6 separate regions of the Mus musculus genome follow, and regions 2, 3, 4, 5 and 6 are each linked to region 1. Evidence: chromatin contacts called from public ChIA-PET, HiCAR-type and HiChIP or PLAC-seq data. All regions are on one chromosome and are shown on one strand. Each heading gives the region's core, a stretch centred on a gene start, on an enhancer-like site or on the middle of the called end of the contact. The rest is flanking DNA. Distances are from core to core; before and after follow the strand shown.

Region 1 (3,043 bases), core at 267-2,766:
AAATTCTAAAGTTAGTCCCTTAGGATCCGCAGCAGGGGATCGGGAATCGGTAACCCTGTAACCGCAACCACCCCACCGAGCGGATTACAGGAACCCAGAGGAGAGCCGCTTCCAACAATGAGGTTCATTTAAAAAGTCCTGCGGGGGGAGGGGGCAAAAGAAAGAGAAATAGATCAAAGAGCGGGGCAGCGGGGCCCAGGATGGAGTTGGCTAGCTCAGGCTGCCGCCAGGGCAAACAGACTTGGAAAAACGCAGGGAGGGAAAGAAGCCGAAAATGCAAAGTTTTTGATGTTGCTCTTCAACTCCAGCACGGCCCTGCACCCCAACCCTGCAGCCCCGGGGCCTTGGCAGCTGCACCGACAGGAGCAGCGAGCTAGGAAGAGAGCAACATGACCCGACGTGTTTAAGGGAAGGCAAAAACAGTTCAGCAATTAAAAGTAGCCTAGCAGCTTCATCCTTTCAAATTGGGGGGTTGGGGGAAGTAGAGCGGGCAAAAAATTAACAACATTCACGGAGTTATTTCAATCGCACTCCTGGAACATTACGGTTTTAAAAGTTTTTTTCTGTTTTGTTTTTCAAAAACCTGACTGGCAAACTGCCCCATTTTGGCCCTCTTAAATCCTAACTGGCGGGAACTTGAGGTCTGGCAGCATTTTGTTCCCCTATTCCTTAGTCAACGAACCGTAGTGCCTCACAACCCAGGTAAGCAAACAGTTTCAGCCCCAAGTTTGCAGCACGATCGACCAGCTCCCGCAGCGGGAACCTAGCCCAGCTGGGGCGGACAAACTCCACTACAAAGTCGCTTTGCCTACATCTTTTTGAACCTTAAGTCGGCCTCTTTCTTCGTCGCATTATCTCTTAGCTCCCCAAAACAGACAGGAAAATTCTCCCAGTCAGATACCGCCCTGAGACCTCGCTTTTCCTAGAGACCCCTAGCAAAAGGTGTTGGGTAACCTCGAACATCTCCAGCGGGTACAGGAAACCCAAGGCGCACACTGCGAAGCCGAGCCCACCCGCTTAGCCCAGCTCCGGAGGTGCACCATGCAGAAAAGAATCCTTCAAAATTCGTCCCAAACCTAACCACTCTTCCGCACCTCCTTGCCCCGCAAACTGGAGCAGTCGCCCAGAACTTTGCTCCCCGGATTCACAGAACCCCACCTGGGACCTGAAACTTAAGTGCGAGGAGGACATAAACAAATTCCTTCACCATGGAGGGAAACGCAAGCAGTGAAACTCCTTCACGTCCCCGAGACCCAAACTTTTTAGAGTTTCTTGGAGCACAAGAGAAACTTTCAAAAAGCCAACGCTCCGCCCTGCTTTACCTTGCATAAAACTTCGCTCAAGTCAAAAATGGTGGCGGACACGAGGGTGGTGGTCATCGTGGGCGTTCGCACGGGGCAAGGACTAGGATCTGGTGTGTCGTGAAGGTCCCGGTGCGGGGAAGGCGCAGCCTCCGGCTCTCCGGTCAGGAGTCCCACACGCCTGCTCCCGGCGCCCCTCGCCTTTCTGACTCTCCCGGGCTGCGGCGCGCAAAGCCCAATTTATAAGATTTGGTGGGTTGGGGGGGGTGGAAGGAGGAGCTTTAAACGTATTTAAATGAAGAAGAGGAGGCGGAAAAAAAGTTGATTGACACTGAGGTTGAATCAGCCATGCGGTCAAGAGGGAGGGAGGGGTAAAGGGGGAGGAAAGAAACTTTCAAAAGGAAGAAGGGGGAGGGAGACGAGGAAAGAAGGCGGAAAAAAAAAAAAAAAAAAAGCACTCGGAGCGGCGCAAAACTTTTTTTTCTTAAAGAGGAAAAGTTTCGAGTCCGCGGGCTCCGGGGGCGCCCCTCCCCTGGGCCGAGCCCGGCAGAGGGGGAGGGGCGCCCACCCTTTGTCAACCTCGCTGCTCGGCTCTGTGACATCACTCATTCCACCCCCTTCGGAGTTCGAGTTGTTGTGTTTGTTGGTTTTTTTTTTTAAGAGTTGGAAGGCGGGCTCGACTCTCCTCTCTCTCTCTCTCTCTCTCTCTCTCTCTCTCTCTCTCTCTCTCTCTCCCCCCCCTCCTCCCTCCCTCTCCCCCCTGTCTTTTTTTTTTTTTTTTTTCTTCCTAGCAGGCGCTGGAGCTGGTCTTGAGCGGGCCAGGGCTGCGGTTTCCATCTTGAGCTAGTGTCCCTTGAAACTTCTCCAAGTGCCCGCACGACTTACCTTCCCCTGACTTCCCTGTCCACACCCGGCTGCCCATCGCAAAATGAGCTGGGCGAGGAGTTTAGGAATGCGGAGCACCCCAAATGTTCGAGTCAAGAGTTTTATGTTTGTTGTTTCCCATCAGTGAGCAAAAGAAGTAGGGATGACCAGAGAAAACTTTTTCTCCAGGAGAGCCTAGGCTGGAGGGGGCGAGAGCAGTAAGATTTTGCGCGCAGCGCGGGGTCCACGCGTGCTGGGCCGGCAGCCTGCGTTTTCCCGGTATGGTGGGGGCACCACTGCCTGGGCAGAATTCTTTCAGACCTAGATGGGGCGCTTTGTTCACATAACCGATCTTTAAACTTGCTACAGCAGAAAAGTCCAGACTTTCAAGGGCACCCCCTGAAAATAAAAGAGCAACAAGTCACTTTCCACGCGCGCTTTGAATTCGGGCTGCCTCCTCCACACATCCCCGAATGTTAAAAACAAGGGGGGAAAAAGTTACTTTGGTAAGAAGGAAGGTAGAGGTGGGGGAAGCGACACTTCTTGCTGCTCTCCCGCCCCCACGCGAACGGAACATATGGCTTGTCACTATGCCCGGTTTGGGGGTACCAAGCAATAAGACCCACGGAACTCAGTGGCCTTCAATGAATTACACCGCCCTTTAAAACCACGAACTATGTGTTTATTTACTATTAGGTCTGGCTGCCTCCCACCCGCACCGGCTCGCGTGCTGCAGTGGAGACCCGGGCGGAAATCGCGGGCCGCACCGCCCAGGCCTCGCACGTTTCTTCCCAGCATTCGAGGCCGCCGGGTCTGTTATGAAACCCGGTGCTCCGAGTGGCTACCAGCGAGTTCCATTGCGATGTAATTAGGTCACC
Region 2 (3,043 bases), core at 394-2,893, 670 kb before region 1:
TAGGAAAGAACAGATGTTCCTGTCAAGTGAGAAGAGCTGTTCTGCATATGGAGGCACCGGCTTAAGTGATCTGTAATATCGTCTTCATACTTAATGTTAAAAACACAATTGGTGATTCAGATCTGTAACCCCAGCTTGGAGAGGCTGAGATAGGAGCACCACAAGTTCAGAGCTTTCCTGGGCTACTCTGAGTTCAAGACTCCTTAGTACAGTCTTGTCTCAACATAAAAATAAGTTGGGGAAGGGAGGGTTGGGGGGTTGCAGCTGAGATGTAGCTTGGTGGTAGAGCCCTAGGTTCAATCCCAGTTTAAAAAAACAAAACAAAACAAAACAAAACAAAATCAAACTCTTGTCAAATATCCAGTACAGTAAATATGAATACATAAACATTTTATCCTCTTTTAAGGACAATTTTGCCTTTAAGGTTAAAGAATTTTTCCCAAAATGTAAATAGTAAACAATTTAAACTAATGCTATTTATCTGCAGATCAGCAAGAATTATCAGGTTTCTCCAACACTCATTCTTTTGTAAATAAACAAGTAAATACTCTCTCATCCCCAGAATCATTTAATCAAGAGAAGACATGTAATACAGCCAAAAATCAGTAAGCTACACTAGATATAGGAATCTTTAAAAATGAAGGATTTGATTTTTGGCCCTCGTTTGAGTGATCTCACATGTTAAATAAACAGGATGTCAGTACTCAGGAGCCTTAACGTTTCTGGTCAGGTGTTTCTGGGGTTGTGTCTTTGCTGAGTTGTGAGGTGAAGTATTGTGGTCATCCACGACTTAAAAACCCTGCAGATAGAGGGTCATGGCGTCATGTTGTTGCTCAATGCTGGCACTGGCTCTGAAGTCTCGAAACGCCGAGAGATCTTGGAAGCTACACACCATCACTCTGACCAGACCCTGGTGATCCTGTAGATCAGCTTTGACTTGTGTGGAAGAGGACTGCATATGAGCTGGAGACTACCTTCAATGACTTACAAAAGTGCCTTTAAAATATTACCCAAGTGGCTTCCAGGGTTGTCGTTTCTTTCAATTAACAAAGCCTTTTCTTATTTTCCTTTCAGCTCAGTACTAAATCCCAGTGTTTGCTGAGGAAATATTGATTAATTTGAGTGGGGCAGGCTCAAAACCACGAACACTGAATGGCCCTAGATCTGGGTGGGAACTGTTTAAACTTATTTTACAGCACAAGAGATAAGATGACTCTTTAAAAGACAGCAGAGGAAGAAAGAGGAGGGCTTTCAAGAGAAGATGTAAGCCATCATTGGTGACCTTTGACTCTTCCAACATAATCAGCAGACCTGCCTTTCTGAGTTCTAGAGTGTGTTTATGGAAACTTCAGTAAACATGCTTTCAATGCCATTCGCTGACGTTTAAACATACGCTTGCAGCTTTAATGAAGTTTAAAGTTGTGTATAACTTCCTGAAAAGTTTTACAAATTAGTTTGGATATAGGAGATGGGACTTGAAATCAAAATCATGCTATAAAAGTTGGGCAGCCTTAAATTTTTCATCCAACACATAAAACATGTCAAACACGTTTAAAACCACTTGAGAAGGAAGTCTGAATATACTGTCCGTGTAATCTCGAGGGCCTTTCAGAGTCTCTCAGATGTGCTCTGCGTTCTTTTCTCATTGAGTAGAGTCACTGGTGGTTGCTGTATTCATTGTTCTAAAATCAGTAAATGATGCAAAGAAAACCCACTATCTTTTCAACTTAAAAATAGTATTTCCTTTTAGATTTTTGTCAACCAAATCACTTTCAGTTTTCTTTTTCTTTCTTCCCCCACCCCGCTTTGAGACAGAGTCTTGTCTCTCGTGTAGCTCAGCAGACCTCAGACTTGTAACCCTCCTAACCTACACCTCAGGGGCTGGGATTCTACTCACCGTCCCTGGCTCTCATAGGGAAACGTGTGTATGAAAACCAGTGGGACTAAACAAGAGGTGTATGTGTCTTTTAAGACATTGCTGTGTAGCCCACACTAATCTTAAACTTGTAATCCTCCTGCCTCGGCCTCCTGAATACTGAGATTTAGAGGCATGAACTATTATGTTTGGGTTTCAGCAAAAACTTTATGCCTATGTTGTTATGTGGCCTTCAGTTTTACTCACAGTATGCTGAAGGGAGGGTGTTTGCCTCTCAGTGAGATCATTGGAGCAGGTCAGGATTTTTTTTTTTAAACTTAAGTGTGATAAAAAGTACATGACTTGTATTGATCTGTTTTCTTTTATAATAACAGAATATCAGAGGCTTGGTACTAAGTTTAAAAAAAAAACGAAGTTTACTTAGCTAACAGTTTTGAGATTGGCAGCTGAGATCAGATGGCCTGCTGATTTGACTCTGGTGAGCATGTCTCTGGCTGTGTCAAGGTGTGACTAGTTGCCTTAATGGCGGGAATTGTGTAAAAGAGAGAGCTCGTGTGACGACAGGAATTTGGAAAGCATGGAAGGGCCAAGAATGCTGCTTTATAACACTTTCCCAAGAGAACTCATCAAGGTTTCATGATTTTGTTTTGTTTTGTTTTTAATTTGGAGTGCTGGGATGGAACATTACAATTCAGGCCTCAGGCTGCAGTCCACTGACCTCTGAAGAATGTGTGTCTCATAACCATCCCCGTGGTCAATTATAAAACATCTCCATCTTGTCAGAGAATGTCCTTGTGCCTCTGTGATGCAGTCCCCACCCTGTCCCCAGACAACAATAGGATCCTTCTTGATCACAGGAGGATAGTTTTGTAAGTTTTAGAATCCCAAGTGAATGGACTCAATGGTATATATCCTTTTGTGTCTGGCTTCTGCTCTGTTCGGGGATAATTTGTGGCATGTCTGAGTTGTTTGTTCATCTTTTTAAAAAGATCCCTGCATAGTACACTCTGTACAAACAGGCTGTCATTTATTGCCTTATGTACTAACAGACATTCTGCTCATCTTTATTTTGGAATTACAGATAAAGGGTTCTTAATTTGTGAGTGTCTTTCATAAATGCAAGCTTTAATTGCTTCAGTGAATACTTGGAAGTATGTTGCTGGGTCT
Region 3 (3,043 bases), core at 274-2,773, 680 kb after region 1:
GAAGAAGAAGAAGAAGAAGAAGAAAAAGAAGAAGAAGAAGAAAGAAGAGGAGGAAGAGGAAGAAGAAGAAGAGGAGGAGGAGGAGGAGAACTGAGAAGAAGAAGAAGAAGAAGAAGAAGAAGAAAGAAGAGGAGGAAGAGGAAGAAGAAGAAGAGGAGGAGGAGGAGGAGAACTGAGAAGAAGAAGAAGAAGAAGAAGAAGAAGAAGAAGAAAGAAGAGGAGGAAGAGGAAGAAGAAGAGGAGGAGGAGGAGAACTGAGAAGAAGAAGAAGAAAGAAGAGGAAGAGGAAGAAGAAGAAGAGGAGGAGGAGGAGAACGAAGAAGAAGAAGAAGAAGAAGAAGAAGAAGAAGAAGAAGAAGAAAAAGAAGAAGAAGAAGAAACAAAAAACTCCAGTAGATCCTAGGTAGGGCACTTGCACAGATAAAAGAAAAGGCTGGGCATGGTGGGGCACACCTTTAATCCCAGCACTTGGGAGGCAGAGGCAGTCGGATCTCTGAGTTCGAGGTCAGCCTGGTCTACAGAGTGAGTTCCAGGACAACCAAGGCTACACAGAGAAACCCTGTCTCGAAATAAATAAATAAATAAATAAATAAATAAATAAATAGAAATAAAAAGAAAGAAAGAAAAAAAAAAGAAAAGGCTAACAGGCCTTCTTAATTTATGAGTCACTGATTTTCAAGGAGTGCTTCAACATTTATTGAGCACCTCTAAGACAGGCCAAGTACCTAGTACCAAGTACCTAGGCACAAAGAGATAGTTCCTACTGTCATATGGCCACCCCTCTGTAGTGAGAGTCACTGTTAAATGGATGCAGCTGACCAGTGCTCAATTTGCTCACCTAAGACGCGCTTGAAAGCAATTCAAGGAGGCTCAGAAGCAGAGCAAAAAGCTAGGGGCCAAGCCTGCAGCTCTAGGTTCCCCAGGCCTCGCTGGAATGTCAGTTTCCTCCATTTAAGATCTGCCAGGTGTTTTTGAGTGCGCAGAAATAGCACTCAGGGACACCCATTAAAAAGATTCCTGAAGCCCACCCCAGCGTTATAGAATCAGAATGGCCTGATCTACATTTCCACCCCCACCTAACCCCCTCGGGACACTTTTGAGATAGTTAAGTTACACACCCTAACCTAGAGTACAGCTTAATAGGGAGATAATAACCTGCTTTGAAGATAGGTCAGGCAAGCGATTCAAGACCTAAATGGGCGACGTGTGTAGAAGAGGCTCTTAAACAACAGTATACTTCCTTGCAAATGACAGTAATTAAAACATCCAAATAATAACCAAACAATAACAGTAAAAGAACCGGAGGGCCCTCTAGGAAGGTGGCTTAACTAGAGTATTACAGCCAGAGCAGTTCGAGTGACTGTCTCTTTAAGGTTCCCTCCCCCCGCCGCCAGGGGCGTGTCAGACAAGGTCAGAGGCGCGTGCGCGTGACTCCTCGGGGCGGTCGCAGCGGCGCGACGCCTGCGCTTGTTGCGTGCGTGCCTGACCCCGCCCAGGCCTCGTCCCTGCCCTGCCCCCTCTGCGGGGCCTCCCCCGCCCGCGTCGTACAGCTGGGCCAGTGACGCTGGCGCAGCCGTCGCCACCGCCGCCGCGTTCCATCCTCAGGAGCCGGCCACCGCTCGCGTCCTCGTCCTCGTCCTCCTCCTTCGTCAGCGCCCGGCCGCGTGAGCCAGACCAGGGCACGCGAGGCGTCGCGGGGGACCCGACAGGGAGTGCAGGCAGGCGGGCGCGCTCAGCGGCGGAGCGGGTTCGGCGACGCGGGAGCTGCTAGCGCCCCCTTTCCCGGAGGTCTCGGCGCCGCTCCCGGGTGAGTTGTCACCGCCGCCCGGGCTGGAGGGGCCGGCTTTGTGTCAGCGGCGCGCGGGGCCGGTTGTCAGGGCACTGGCGGGCAAGCACTTCCTCAGGGACGCGGGCCTTCTGCGCGGCCGCCTGCTACCGCGCCGGCCGGTGTCAGCACTGCGAGCCGCGCGGGAGTAGCCGGGTCGGGCCGCTCCGAGGGCGGCGGCGTGGTTGTGCCGGTGCCCGAGAGCGGAGAGCAGATCGGGCTCGGTGGAGCGCGCTGCAAGGCGGAGGCCCTCCAGTCCAGCGAAGCCGCGGTTCCGCACGGCGGGACCGGCTTGGCCGAGGTGGGTTTCCTGAGGAAACCTTGCAGCCGCTCGCCTGTGCGCGGGAGCGTTCTGGAGCCCCAGCGCCTGGTCGCCTCTTCAGTCGCAAAAACTTTTCTTATTATGTGGGCTGAAACTTGCCGAACCCATTTCCTGTTTTGTTTCGGTTTTACTGTAACTACATATAGACTTTCTTACTTGTGAGACTGATGGTCCCTCCCGGGACAGCCACCATGGTGGAAAAACTTACCTGTAACGGAATTGGGAGGGCAGCAAGGCCGGGGATCCCAAAGAGGCATTAAGTTCATTGGGAACTTTACATTAGTTCAGCAGAGGCCCAATGTTGTTGCCACACACTTCTTTGGTGACAAGGTAGTGTGCTGCCCTTTGTTGCTCTTGTTGGTTGGGGTTCGAAGAGAGGTGCGGGGACATTATCCTTTTCAGTTAAGCCATGGGTATTTAGTCCTTTCTAGATCTGCAAGATCCGCAGTGACTTTCCACTTTTCACTGGTCAATCGGTTTTTGGTGTTAGAATCCCTTTGGTTAATAATAATAATAATAAAATCACACATACACACACACACACACACACACACACACACACACACACACTTTTGTGCTCTGGGAATTCTACACCCAGGCTGTCACCATCTAGTGGAGACTAGTAGAGACATGCCCTTGGCTTTGACTTCTTAGTTTTCTGAGCTTTGCATTTTTCATTAGATGCACATTCAAGTAGAAATGAGAACTGTCTTGAGTTGGGGGTGGGAGTGGATTCCTGTATTTCAATAAAGGAATCACTTCATAAGGTGGTGATACTGTGGAAAACTTGTTGAGGGTTTATTGTGTCCCAAGCTAAATTCATTTAGCGTGTGTGAGTTTGAGTGTGTGAACTTGTGCTGGTGTGGAGGTCAAAGAACAAACTGCAGGAGCCAGTT
Region 4 (3,043 bases), core at 291-2,790, 620 kb before region 1:
AAACACCAACATGCCAGCCTAAGTTGCACTTTTTTTTTTTTAAATAGATCGCTTCTGTTTCTTAAAAGATTATTCCAGCATTGAGAAATGATATCTGGAAACACATGACAACAGAGGCTCCTCTGCACTGCCAGTCTCCTCATAGTTTATCGCATGTCCAGACACTGCCTGTTCCCCTAAAAGAAAATTAACCACATCCGTGTAAGCAATTTAACCTTTTGAAAAGTGGGATTATAATCAACTCCTGGTGGCATTTGAAAGGTTTTACTGAAAAGACCTTTACGCACATGAAACAGCGTGGGGTTTCATTTACACTTCTTGGACAGCCAGCTCTGCTGGCCCTGTTGTGATCTGACTCAGTGTTCCTGCAGGTTCTGAGTATCTCATAACAATGCATTAACTCCCTGGGTTCCATGATTAGTAGGCCGTGGGCTGGGGACCTGTACCATGATAGTTATATTATCTGGCACAAGTAGACGTTTGAAAGGTGGAAGTCCTTTTCTCAATTTAGAAGAAGTGTAATTTTTAGTGGAAGTGCATCTTATAATAAGTATACATGAAAAGTGGTGCCTTCATTTTGGAAATGTCTCAATGGAGCCAGAAATCCTGCCTGATGTAGGTTCAGCCTTGTTTTTCCCGTTCTTCCCGATGCTCCGTGAGGCAACTGAGGAAACAGGGTCATCACAGTAAGTCAAGCCTCTGCATTCCTGACGGCAGAGCACGAGTGTTAGGAACCCCCTTTTTTTCAACAGCAGATTGCTGCGATGCGGTACCTTCTGATTTCTAATGAGACACGAAGGCCTCTGTGTACAAGACAGTTTCGCACTTAGATGCTGACGGCTTTGTTCTCTGAGGCCATAGAGGTTATTTTTCCTAAGTTGGAAGAGTAGACTAGCTTCTTGGTGTACACTGAGTTTGCAAGTTTTTTTTTCTTTTTCTTTTCTCTTTTCTTTTTTGTTCTTGCTGATGTTCTTTTTTAATGATGAATAGCCCTTGAAATTCTGTAATACTAAAGGGGAAAGTCAGGTTGTCTTATTCTCATTTCAAAGATGAGATGGATGTACAGTTGAAAGAGATTATGCAACTTTCTCAAGCTCTCATGGAAAACAGGTGACAAAGCTAAATTTTCCCACACAATGTCATATTGGGATGAGAAATGCATCCTCCTTAGCGTATTACATCAATGAATCGTGTGCTTTGAGAAGCACTCGGGCCAGCGGGAACATCGCTGAACCTCATCCCAGGCACACGAGAAAAACGGTCTAAATCTAGGCCTGTGTTGTTCATTCATGTACATAGCATTCAGAACAAAGTCAGTTCTACATCAGGCCCTTGGAATCGCAGGCCGTCAGGGAGTGAGAAATTGATTGTCTTCTGTTACTTCTCCTTTTTAATCCCCTCATTTTCTCTGGTTGGTGTTCTTAGATGCCAGAGGCCAGTCGCTGCTGCCAGATGACTGGGCTCTGCTGGCTCATCAAGGGGCCGTGGCAGCACTTGTTTCCATGAGAGCTGGAAGACCAGATGCAATGGAAAAAGCACAGGCCGTTGTTTCTAAGTAGCTGGCAGTGTGATTCACAGTGGCCTGTATAATGTGAATGGAATCTGATAGCTCTTGGAACCGGGCTTCATGAGTAAAGTTACCGTGTTGGCAAGCTGAGCAGAGGCGGAGTGCTTGGTTAACATGTTCATATCCGGGCTTTTAGGAATAATCTGTGCAGTTTAACTTCAGCTCTTTCGGGTTTCCAAGTAGACTAGATATTCCTGAAAGGGGTATTGCCCAATTTCTAGGTGTATTTAAGGGATGTGATTTTTGAAGGCAAATTCCTTTTTGTGTGACAAGTAAATTAACATTAAACATCATGTATTCTGCCATGAAATTCAGTGGTAGGTTGTTCTTAGGACTCCATTTCTAGACATGCGTGGTGGCTTATGCCTTTGGTCCTAAGGCTGAGATGGCTGAGGCAGGAGGGCCTAGGAGTTCATGATAACATAACCAAGCCTTGTCTCAGCAAGGCAAAGCAAAAGGACAGTGAATCCTTCTACTTCTAAAGAAGCCCGTTCTCAGAGTCATTTAAAAGGTGTAAGAAATATAGTAGGCCCCAGGGGTCTCATGAGGGCAAATGAAAATAGAGTTTTCAAAGTAGTTGTAAACTAACAATGGAGTCACAGCAGCATAATAACTCATAATAATTCAGATGTTTTCCCAGGGATTTTCTGACTTTGACATAATAATTATGAATAAATGGTGGCTGCATTATATACACCTGTGTTTTGTAGTCATGTAGTTTCTTTATGCTAATGTTGTTGTTCCCTATAGTAACAACAAAAATATGTTCATTAGACTATAAATATTCATATTCATCCTTAGTCCTTTCCTTGTCTATCAAGCTCTATCCAGCCTTAATTCCTAATGCATTTACTGCCTTTTTTTGTTGTTGTTGTCATTTATTGTCTTTTTCTGGGTAATCACTTTGCTCTTTTGTGTGGCGGGGGGAGGGGAACTCTGGATAATTGCAAATGTCTTGCTATCCTTATGGACTAATCTGTGTTCTGTCCGCCTACATCATCACAGGCTTTATTGTGAGTCGCAGTCAGAAGAGTTCTAGGCAAATGAGAAGGGTTTTATGTTGCGACACCTCCATCAGTCTCGATTGCTGAGCTGAAGAAGAGGCTGTGCAGTGACTCTTGTGACAGCGGAGGTGCTCTGAACTCCCTGGATGGATGCCTCACCTCCAGCATCTGCTCCATCCCCAGAAGCGAGCAGCTTGTTTTCCAATCAAGGCGTACTCTGCAATTCGACCCTTTTTTTTGGAAATTAGGTATACTTTCCAGCATATATGCTTAGAGGCCCTTGGGTATTTGAACCATTTCCTAGTCTACTTTCCCAGACATAAGAGATACCATGTGTGAAGTATGTGGAATGAAAATGTCAAGGTGTTTGGGTGGGTTCTTTCTACAGAAAATATATTTGCTTATTGCAGTTTCTCTGCGAAGACTTTAAAGTGATTTAAGGACAGTTTAAAATCACCTCTTTAGAGCTGAA
Region 5 (3,043 bases), core at 295-2,794, 590 kb before region 1:
TGAGATGACTAATAGATAGCTTTCAGGGAGACTAGTTCATGACAGACTTCCCACCACACCCTTTGCACAGCGTCCCCCCACCCCCCTCCTACTCAATCCCAACGTGCCTTGACTAAACTCAGTGAACAAGACCATTGTACGACTCGGAAGGAAAATGTCTAAAGTATAGAAAGTTCTAATGACTTGGTAGATGCCGTAAGGACTTTCTGAGCTGGAAGCTGAATCACTTGTGCCTCTGGCTTTATGGAGTATGCCCAGGTGGTGTAATTCTTCAGTGTAACACTGAGGTAATTTTTGCATCAGTCAAGGAAATGGTTTAAGTTTCAAGCGTATGAAAGGGCAAGCTATAATTGTTCAATTCCAGTGAAGCACGGGTGTGTTTCATTTTCTCCCTTTATTTCTTGCTGTCTTCTTTAGGTAAGACAAGCCAAGGAAGGAGTGTGCTCATATGAATCTGCAAGTGAGCTTTAAAGTCAGTGAATGCGTTTGAACGCCTGCATGTTATATAACACGCTTCTCTTGTAAATGTTGGACACTCCTTAGAGCGTGTCTCTCTCACTTAGAGAAGAGAGTTGCTTTCACATAGTGACAGACGGTGTGTAATGATGATACAGTGGAGAGAAGCAGAAAGTAAGGATTTATTTTTGCCCTCATTGTTGATTTTCATGTGATATGAGTTGAATAATTTACTTCATCTCCTGTATCTGCTGAGGTGAGTGGTAATATTTTCAGTGGCCACACAGAGGTGCTGGGAGAATGAAAAATAAATTTTCCCAAAACTCATTATGTTGCCTGGAAGATAGACGTATTTAACAAGCAGTCGATTTCATTTCCCATCTTGTTTTATAGCAGTCACCTATCACGTAATCAGAAGAGCCTTCACATTCGTGATCATTTTTCACAATGTCATGTGTAGAGGTTAGAATAATTGCTTGTGTCTTCAAATATGGAAACTAAAGCTCCCAGAATATTTGCTCGATTTGCGTTTGAACACCCCAGTTGCTGCAGTTAGATGGCCTCATATTGACTGTGAGTTGGGAGCTGTTGAAACCAGCTTTAATGTATGGACAGCCACTTCCTCTGTCATATGCACTTTGTCTATGCTTGACATTTTACATGTAAATATTTACTTTTTTTTTTAAAAAGCAGTTCCCGTTTTCATTATGAATTTTGTTTAAAAATTGCTGAGCTCACTAATCTCCTTACTTTTTAAAATTCAGCAAGAAGTTTGATAAAAGTTTATAAGCATGGAGCCAGAACACAAGTTTTAATTTTTTTTATTCAGTGTTCCTAGTTTCCAGTGCTATGACATGGCTGCTCTTTAGCACTTTTGACCCCAGACGTCGTGTTAGGAATTGCTTTTGTTTTTTCCTCACTCTTGCTCCCGCTTATCACCCTGTCATGTGGTTGTTGACTTTAGATTTTCATTTTCCTATCTGGAAATTATAAGCAGTTATTTATTAACCCGATTACTTTATGCTTCAATGGACTTGTCAGTGGGTGGCCTTGTGAATTATTTCAGCTTTTAGAGATACAGATCAACCGCGCCACCCTATACACACAACACAAAGCTGCCGACTCCGCTATTGTAGGACTTGTCATTGAGTGGCATTTGAAACTTGTAAGAGCACTCCCTCTGCTTTTTTTTTTTTTTTTTTTTTGCCTTTTTTTTTTGAATAATACTTAACATGGGTTTTATTTTCTTAGTAGACTTGAATAGTTGAAACTTGTCATTTCATAAGCTCTTGGATAGCACAAATGTTGAACAGGAATTACAGCATTCTTGGTGCGATTTAGTTCTAGTCATCAAAAGCAATCAATTTTACAGTAGAATTGTAAAACTTCAGAGCTAGGTGTAACTAATAACCAGGTATAGGCCTCTCAGTTTATTTAAGAAAAATCTGAAGATCAAAAAGACTAGGTAATTTGTTACTGCTCCATTCTTTAGGACTGGTGAAGTTGGGACTTGAACCCGGGATTCTTCACTTGTAGCTCAGAGTTCTTAATTAGGCTACATCTCCCATGCCTCTGAATCTTTGGCTCCACTTTTGAACAGCAGATGATGTCTCTACTTTGTACAACTTAGAAATATGATTGTTTTTGCTATTCCTTGCCAAGCTATATTGGAGCCTGAGTCAAAATGAAAGGCTAGCTATATTGACTTTGTCTTTATCATGGACTTTTAGCATTTTTAAATTGTATTAAATAATTATCTTAATCAGTAAATCCTTCACTCACGTCCTAGTTCTATTACTTTACTTTAATTTACCAACTATAAACCCCTCTTTTCAGCCTTCTGAAATAAATATGGCCATTTGGGGGATATTTTCTAGTTAATTAGGAAGTTGAAGCCAGTTGGGAGTTCTGTTATTCTCTTTCACTGTATGGTGCTTTGAGCCCTTATATAATGTGTGTGTGTGTGTGTGTGTGTGTGTGATTTATATGGATTAGCAATTGAAGAATGTTCTTTATAGCCCTATTGCTTTCATTGCTGTGCTTGGTTCTCTCAACAAATGTTTGACATAGGTATTGGGTACATTTTTCCCCCCTAAATAATCAAGTCTAAATCTCACAGACTTAAAGTGAAAGAATTAAGTCACTGATCACTGCTGATGTGTCTGGGGACAGACCTGACTTGCAACATTAGCATCATTTCTTCAGGTTCTACTTCTTTTCCTACCTTGAAGCGCCAAGCTTAAAACTCTCCTATACCAGCTGGGCAGGAGGAGATCCTCCCCTGAGTGCTCCAGCATGAGGTTGCAGAGTTGAGTAACCGACCCTCTGTAACTCCAATGCCATCCCTGAGCCAGACTGTGAGGCTGCAAGATGCACTTACATCACTGTTCAAATATGCTGCCTGTGCTCTAGCTTGGGGCAGAGTCTTAAGACCAGAACAGAGGAGATGTAACTCTTCTAAAGGAAGAAAGGATACCAGAAGCCCCTTCCAAAGGAAGTCCTAAAGCTGGTCCTGGTGGTCCTGGTCTGTAATCGTAGATATTGGGGAGGCTGAGCTAGAAGTATATCTTTGTTTAAATCCAACCTG
Region 6 (3,043 bases), core at 207-2,706, 530 kb before region 1:
ATGAGTTAAAGGCCAGCCTGGTTTACAGTGAGTTCCAGGCTTGCCAGGGCTACATAGTGAGACTCTGTCTCAAAACAAAATCAAATGAGTAAAGAAAAGGTGGGAGGCAAGAGCACACATGTACTTGTCTTCTGACCTCCTCACGTATGCTGTCGCATGCACACATCTGTACTTACACACATGAACACACGAACACACACACACACATAAAGATATTAAGTAACACTCAGGAGGCTGAGGCAGGAAGACTGCCTTAAGTTTAAAGCCAGCCTAGATTACTAGAAAGTTCTGGGTCAGCCTGGGTCTACTTTCTCAGAAAAAGTGGATTTAGTCAGTAGTCTGTAGTGTCATAGTGATCAAAACTGGAATCAATGTAAGAAGACCAAAGCTCAGAGGGTGGTGTTGGTGAACCTCTTTAACTGAGCACACAGCAGGCAAAGACAGGCAAGCAAATATTTGAGTTCAAGGCCAGCCTGCTCTACAAAGCAAGTTCCAGAGAAATCCTATCTCAAACAAACAAACAAACAAACAAAAAACCAAAAGGGAACAAAAATAAAACAGGAAGGGTGAGGAGGAAGAGGAGAAAGGGAAGAAAACTCAAGAGTGCTCAGAGAAAACTGAGGACCAAGGTTGTGTCTTTAGATTTTATATTTGATTACCCAAAGTAGTTTTTTTAGATGTGACATTAGAAACTCATTTGAGCCATTTTTAAGAGTACAACTTTAAAATAATAACCCAACTTACACTGATTACCATTACTTTAGTCTTTGGAGGATATTTACAGACAGTCTTTCTTAACCTTGTAGATATGATCCACAAATATTATTTTGTTTCTAATTGCATGCTAAGCAGAGAGCACCCGAATCTGCAAGGCACTGTAGACAGGCTATTTTTAGGGAACTCATGTTTTTCTTTAAAAGCTTGGTTAGCATTTGGAATTGATGCACAGTATAATATTTAAAAGGAAAACAACACATTTCCTCACCCCCCAGGAGGTTTCCTAAAATAGCATGTAATCTTGCCTACACGGGGAAAAGCCTCAAATTTTATAAATTGTGTTGGATCTAACCCAGATTACCTGACCAGGAGAGCCCCCAAGAAAAACAAGGTGTGGTAAAGGTTATAGTAATGGCAATTAAGAAATTTGTGTTGTGCTTGCTGGACCTCACTGAAGGCAGTGACCCAGCCTGTGGCTACTGGCGTCGTTTCCACAGCTGAGACATGCTGTCTTTTTGGAGAGAAATCCAAACCAAATCTTTGCCCACTTTGGAAGCCAAAATATTCTTCTAATTCCTTTCAGCCACAGCCAAAGCCGAGCTTTTGCTTGTAGGATCCACGTCTGTGGGACCCACTGTATTAACCTGTTTTCTGTGTACTGTTTCAACACAAACAGGTTTGATTTTAGTTGCTTCTCCATGGGATGTGAGAAGGCAGAAAGTATTTTTTGATGTTATCTGCTTGAAACCTCTCCAAGTTGCAGAGGAAAACACCCAAGGTTCAGAGAGGCAGAAAGAATTATGTCTGTAGCCCTATAGCTGGAAACGGCAGAACCCAATTTTAGGACACCTGACCCTCCATCCAGGCCTGCCACTGGCTCATATACTACAGCATCTTTCGTCAACTGCAGAGACTCTGTAGCTTCATACATTACATTCCAGATGTTGACCATGGGGCCTGTGTGATAACAAGCTGCACTCTAATAGAAGTATACTATGCTCAGCAACAGCTTAGTAGCCTATACACAGCAGCTAACTCTGCACAGAGTGAAAGCCACCGACTCTTCATTGACCTGAGTGGAATCTGTTGAGAACTTTGCTTAAGCTCCTCTTGAGGCGGAGAGGAAGTCCTTTAAAATCTCCTTAGCAACCCAAAAGAACAAAGAAACATTTTTGTGATTACTTGGCAGAAGTCCTTTGCCAAAAGCTCATGGTGTGGTCCAGAATGAGTAGATAGGACACTGCCAACAAAATTCCCCGGGGTTGAGTTACCAAAAGCTGAAGGTATAGAGAAGTGTCTCTGTGTAAAACATTTATTCCGTTTTCGTACTTCGTGCTTTACCAACAAAGCAGTTTCCCTTCATCCTCCTCCCTTTCACTTTCCAGTTCTCAGGCTCAGTTTACTGTCAGACACATTCCCACACTTAGATATTTGCATTGCCCTGCTTGGCTTCTTCAACTTTACAGTATGGGTAGACTAGAGCATTGCTCATGATCATTTTTCTAGCTCAACATGAGAATGAGTAGCCTCTTTCCGAACCCTTTCTGTGACGGCCCCACCCCCACCCCCGGCTGCTTTCTTCTCCTACTGCCTGGCCACTGATTTATGTGAAGATAGACTCTTTCTATAGTTCAAGTATCAATTCTTTCTGCATAGTGATCTTTCTAGTCACAAGGCCCTTTCCCACTCACTGAGACCAGTGTTTTGAGAAGGTATAATAATGAGAAGGAAAAAAAAAACTTATATTTATTCTACTTTTTTTTTCTATTTGTCTATTCGGTACTACAAATTGGATGTGGTAAAAAGTAAAGAAGAAAAGATGTAAATGTTAATAGATTGTGTTAGATACAATCAAAGACTTTTTAAGGCTAGATCTAGAGATACTGTAGAACGTAGAGTAGACATCAGGGTTATTTGAGAATTGGGTTGGAAAATAAAGTAATACAGAAAGTACCAGAGAATGTGTTAAGTAGATTTATGAAAAGCAACCACAAATCATCCTTAGGCCTGAGCCTGACAAAGACATCAAGAGAAGCCCAGATGCCAGAAGCTCCTGAAGGTCCACACCGATTTTACTGTCTGCCCCAGAGCTGTCCACAGAGATGAGGATGCTGGCTGACTTCAAAATTGTAGTGCTGCCAGCGATATCCCTTCTCTGCTGCAAATTCTTAGAGTAGACTACTTGTATTCTAATAGCGTGTAGTTATAGTTTGCCTTTTGTAGGCAAAGGTGTCTAAAAAGAGAAATCCTGTGGTCATACTGTCAGCATTATCCAGTCTGAGTGAGAGACACACTCAGTTGAAGATCAATAGACTGATTTCTAGCT

What was found. ChIA-PET counts read pairs in DNA pulled down with a chosen protein or histone mark. HiCAR-type assays count read pairs that join an accessible place to other places. HiChIP or PLAC-seq counts read pairs in DNA pulled down with a chosen protein or histone mark.
Region 2: a contact with region 1 is called in an RNA polymerase II ChIA-PET map of memory CD8 T cells, with 541 read pairs. The contact joins the enhancer-like site here to the promoter of Zfp36l1 in region 1. A contact is called at or near these places in 1 of 39 promoter capture datasets (embryonic stem cells), 2 of 15 datasets of contacts at CTCF or cohesin (large pre-B cells and pro-B cells), 9 of 484 Hi-C or Micro-C datasets (the 63-12 cell line, B cells, CD8 T cells and 6 more), 31 of 115 datasets of contacts at active chromatin or transcription factors (CD8 T cells, the NIH/3T3 cell line, T-cell acute lymphoblastic leukemia and 22 more) and 2 of 9 other capture datasets (adipose tissue and embryonic stem cells).
Region 3: an RNA polymerase II ChIA-PET map of memory CD8 T cells shows a contact between it and region 1, with 60 read pairs. The contact joins the promoter of Susd6 here to the promoter of Zfp36l1 in region 1. A contact is called at or near these places in 1 of 484 Hi-C or Micro-C datasets (CD4 T cells), 5 of 115 datasets of contacts at active chromatin or transcription factors (extraembryonic endoderm stem cells, memory CD8 T cells, microglia and 2 more) and 1 of 9 other capture datasets (liver).
Region 4: a contact with region 1 is called in an H3K27ac HiChIP or PLAC-seq map of the NIH/3T3 cell line, with 8 times the contacts expected there. The contact joins the enhancer-like site here to the promoter of Zfp36l1 in region 1. A contact is called at or near these places in 2 of 484 Hi-C or Micro-C datasets (bone marrow-derived macrophages and cortical neurons) and 18 of 115 datasets of contacts at active chromatin or transcription factors (the NIH/3T3 cell line, astrocytes, bone marrow-derived macrophages and 14 more).
Region 5: a contact with region 1 is called in a HiCAR-type map of kidney, with 8 times the contacts expected there. The contact joins the enhancer-like site here to the promoter of Zfp36l1 in region 1. A contact is called at or near these places in 1 of 39 promoter capture datasets (hippocampal neurons), 15 of 484 Hi-C or Micro-C datasets (the 3T3-L1 cell line, the AML12 cell line, MC3T3-E1-derived osteoblasts and 11 more), 30 of 115 datasets of contacts at active chromatin or transcription factors (the NIH/3T3 cell line, T-cell acute lymphoblastic leukemia, astrocytes and 22 more) and 2 of 9 other capture datasets (adipose tissue and embryonic stem cells).
Region 6: an H3K4me3 HiChIP or PLAC-seq map of neural progenitor cells shows a contact between it and region 1, with 16 read pairs. The contact joins the enhancer-like site here to the promoter of Zfp36l1 in region 1. A contact is called at or near these places in 2 of 484 Hi-C or Micro-C datasets (B cells and bone marrow-derived macrophages) and 21 of 115 datasets of contacts at active chromatin or transcription factors (the SCID.adh cell line, T-cell acute lymphoblastic leukemia, acute myeloid leukemia and 15 more).

Annotation. Positions count from the first base shown.
Region 1 is chr12:80,111,497-80,114,539 of GRCm38.p6, forward strand. It overlaps Zfp36l1 (zinc finger protein 36, C3H type-like 1), which reads right to left and starts at 1,517. Exons shown (of 2, transcript NM_007564.5): 1 at 1,323-1,517. The coding sequence starts at 1,379. It overlaps Gm52006, which reads right to left. Exons shown (of 3, transcript XM_030247048.1): 3 at 2,084-3,043.
Region 2 is chr12:79,440,563-79,443,605 of GRCm38.p6, forward strand. The region is part of intron 7 of Rad51b (RAD51 paralog B); the gene reads left to right. Among named protein-coding and RNA genes, the nearest start is that of Rad51b, 140 kb to the left of the region's middle. Within about 2 kb of position 1,644, at least 57 of the 459 cell types and tissues checked have an H3K27ac peak or open chromatin away from gene starts, as enhancers often do. A contact at or near this core is called in the 63-12 cell line, B cells, CD8 T cells and 7 more, where this site is marked.
Region 3 is chr12:80,789,009-80,792,051 of GRCm38.p6, forward strand. Susd6 (sushi domain containing 6) reads left to right here and starts at 1,524. Exons shown (of 6, transcript NM_178682.4): 1 at 1,524-1,807.
Region 4 is chr12:79,487,506-79,490,548 of GRCm38.p6, forward strand. The region is part of intron 7 of Rad51b (RAD51 paralog B); the gene reads left to right. Among named protein-coding and RNA genes, the nearest start is that of Rad51b, 190 kb to the left of the region's middle. Within about 2 kb of position 1,541, at least 102 of the 459 cell types and tissues checked have an H3K27ac peak or open chromatin away from gene starts, as enhancers often do. A contact at or near this core is called in the NIH/3T3 cell line, astrocytes, forebrain and 2 more, where this site is marked.
Region 5 is chr12:79,524,622-79,527,664 of GRCm38.p6, forward strand. The region is part of intron 7 of Rad51b (RAD51 paralog B); the gene reads left to right. Among named protein-coding and RNA genes, the nearest start is that of Rad51b, 230 kb to the left of the region's middle. Within about 2 kb of position 1,545, at least 28 of the 459 cell types and tissues checked have an H3K27ac peak or open chromatin away from gene starts, as enhancers often do. A contact at or near this core is called in embryonic fibroblasts and kidney, where this site is marked.
Region 6 is chr12:79,578,180-79,581,222 of GRCm38.p6, forward strand. All of the region lies in intron 7 of Rad51b (RAD51 paralog B), which reads left to right. Among named protein-coding and RNA genes, the nearest start is that of Gm36048, 220 kb to the right of the region's middle. Within about 2 kb of position 1,457, at least 35 of the 459 cell types and tissues checked have an H3K27ac peak or open chromatin away from gene starts, as enhancers often do. A contact at or near this core is called in neural progenitor cells, where this site is marked.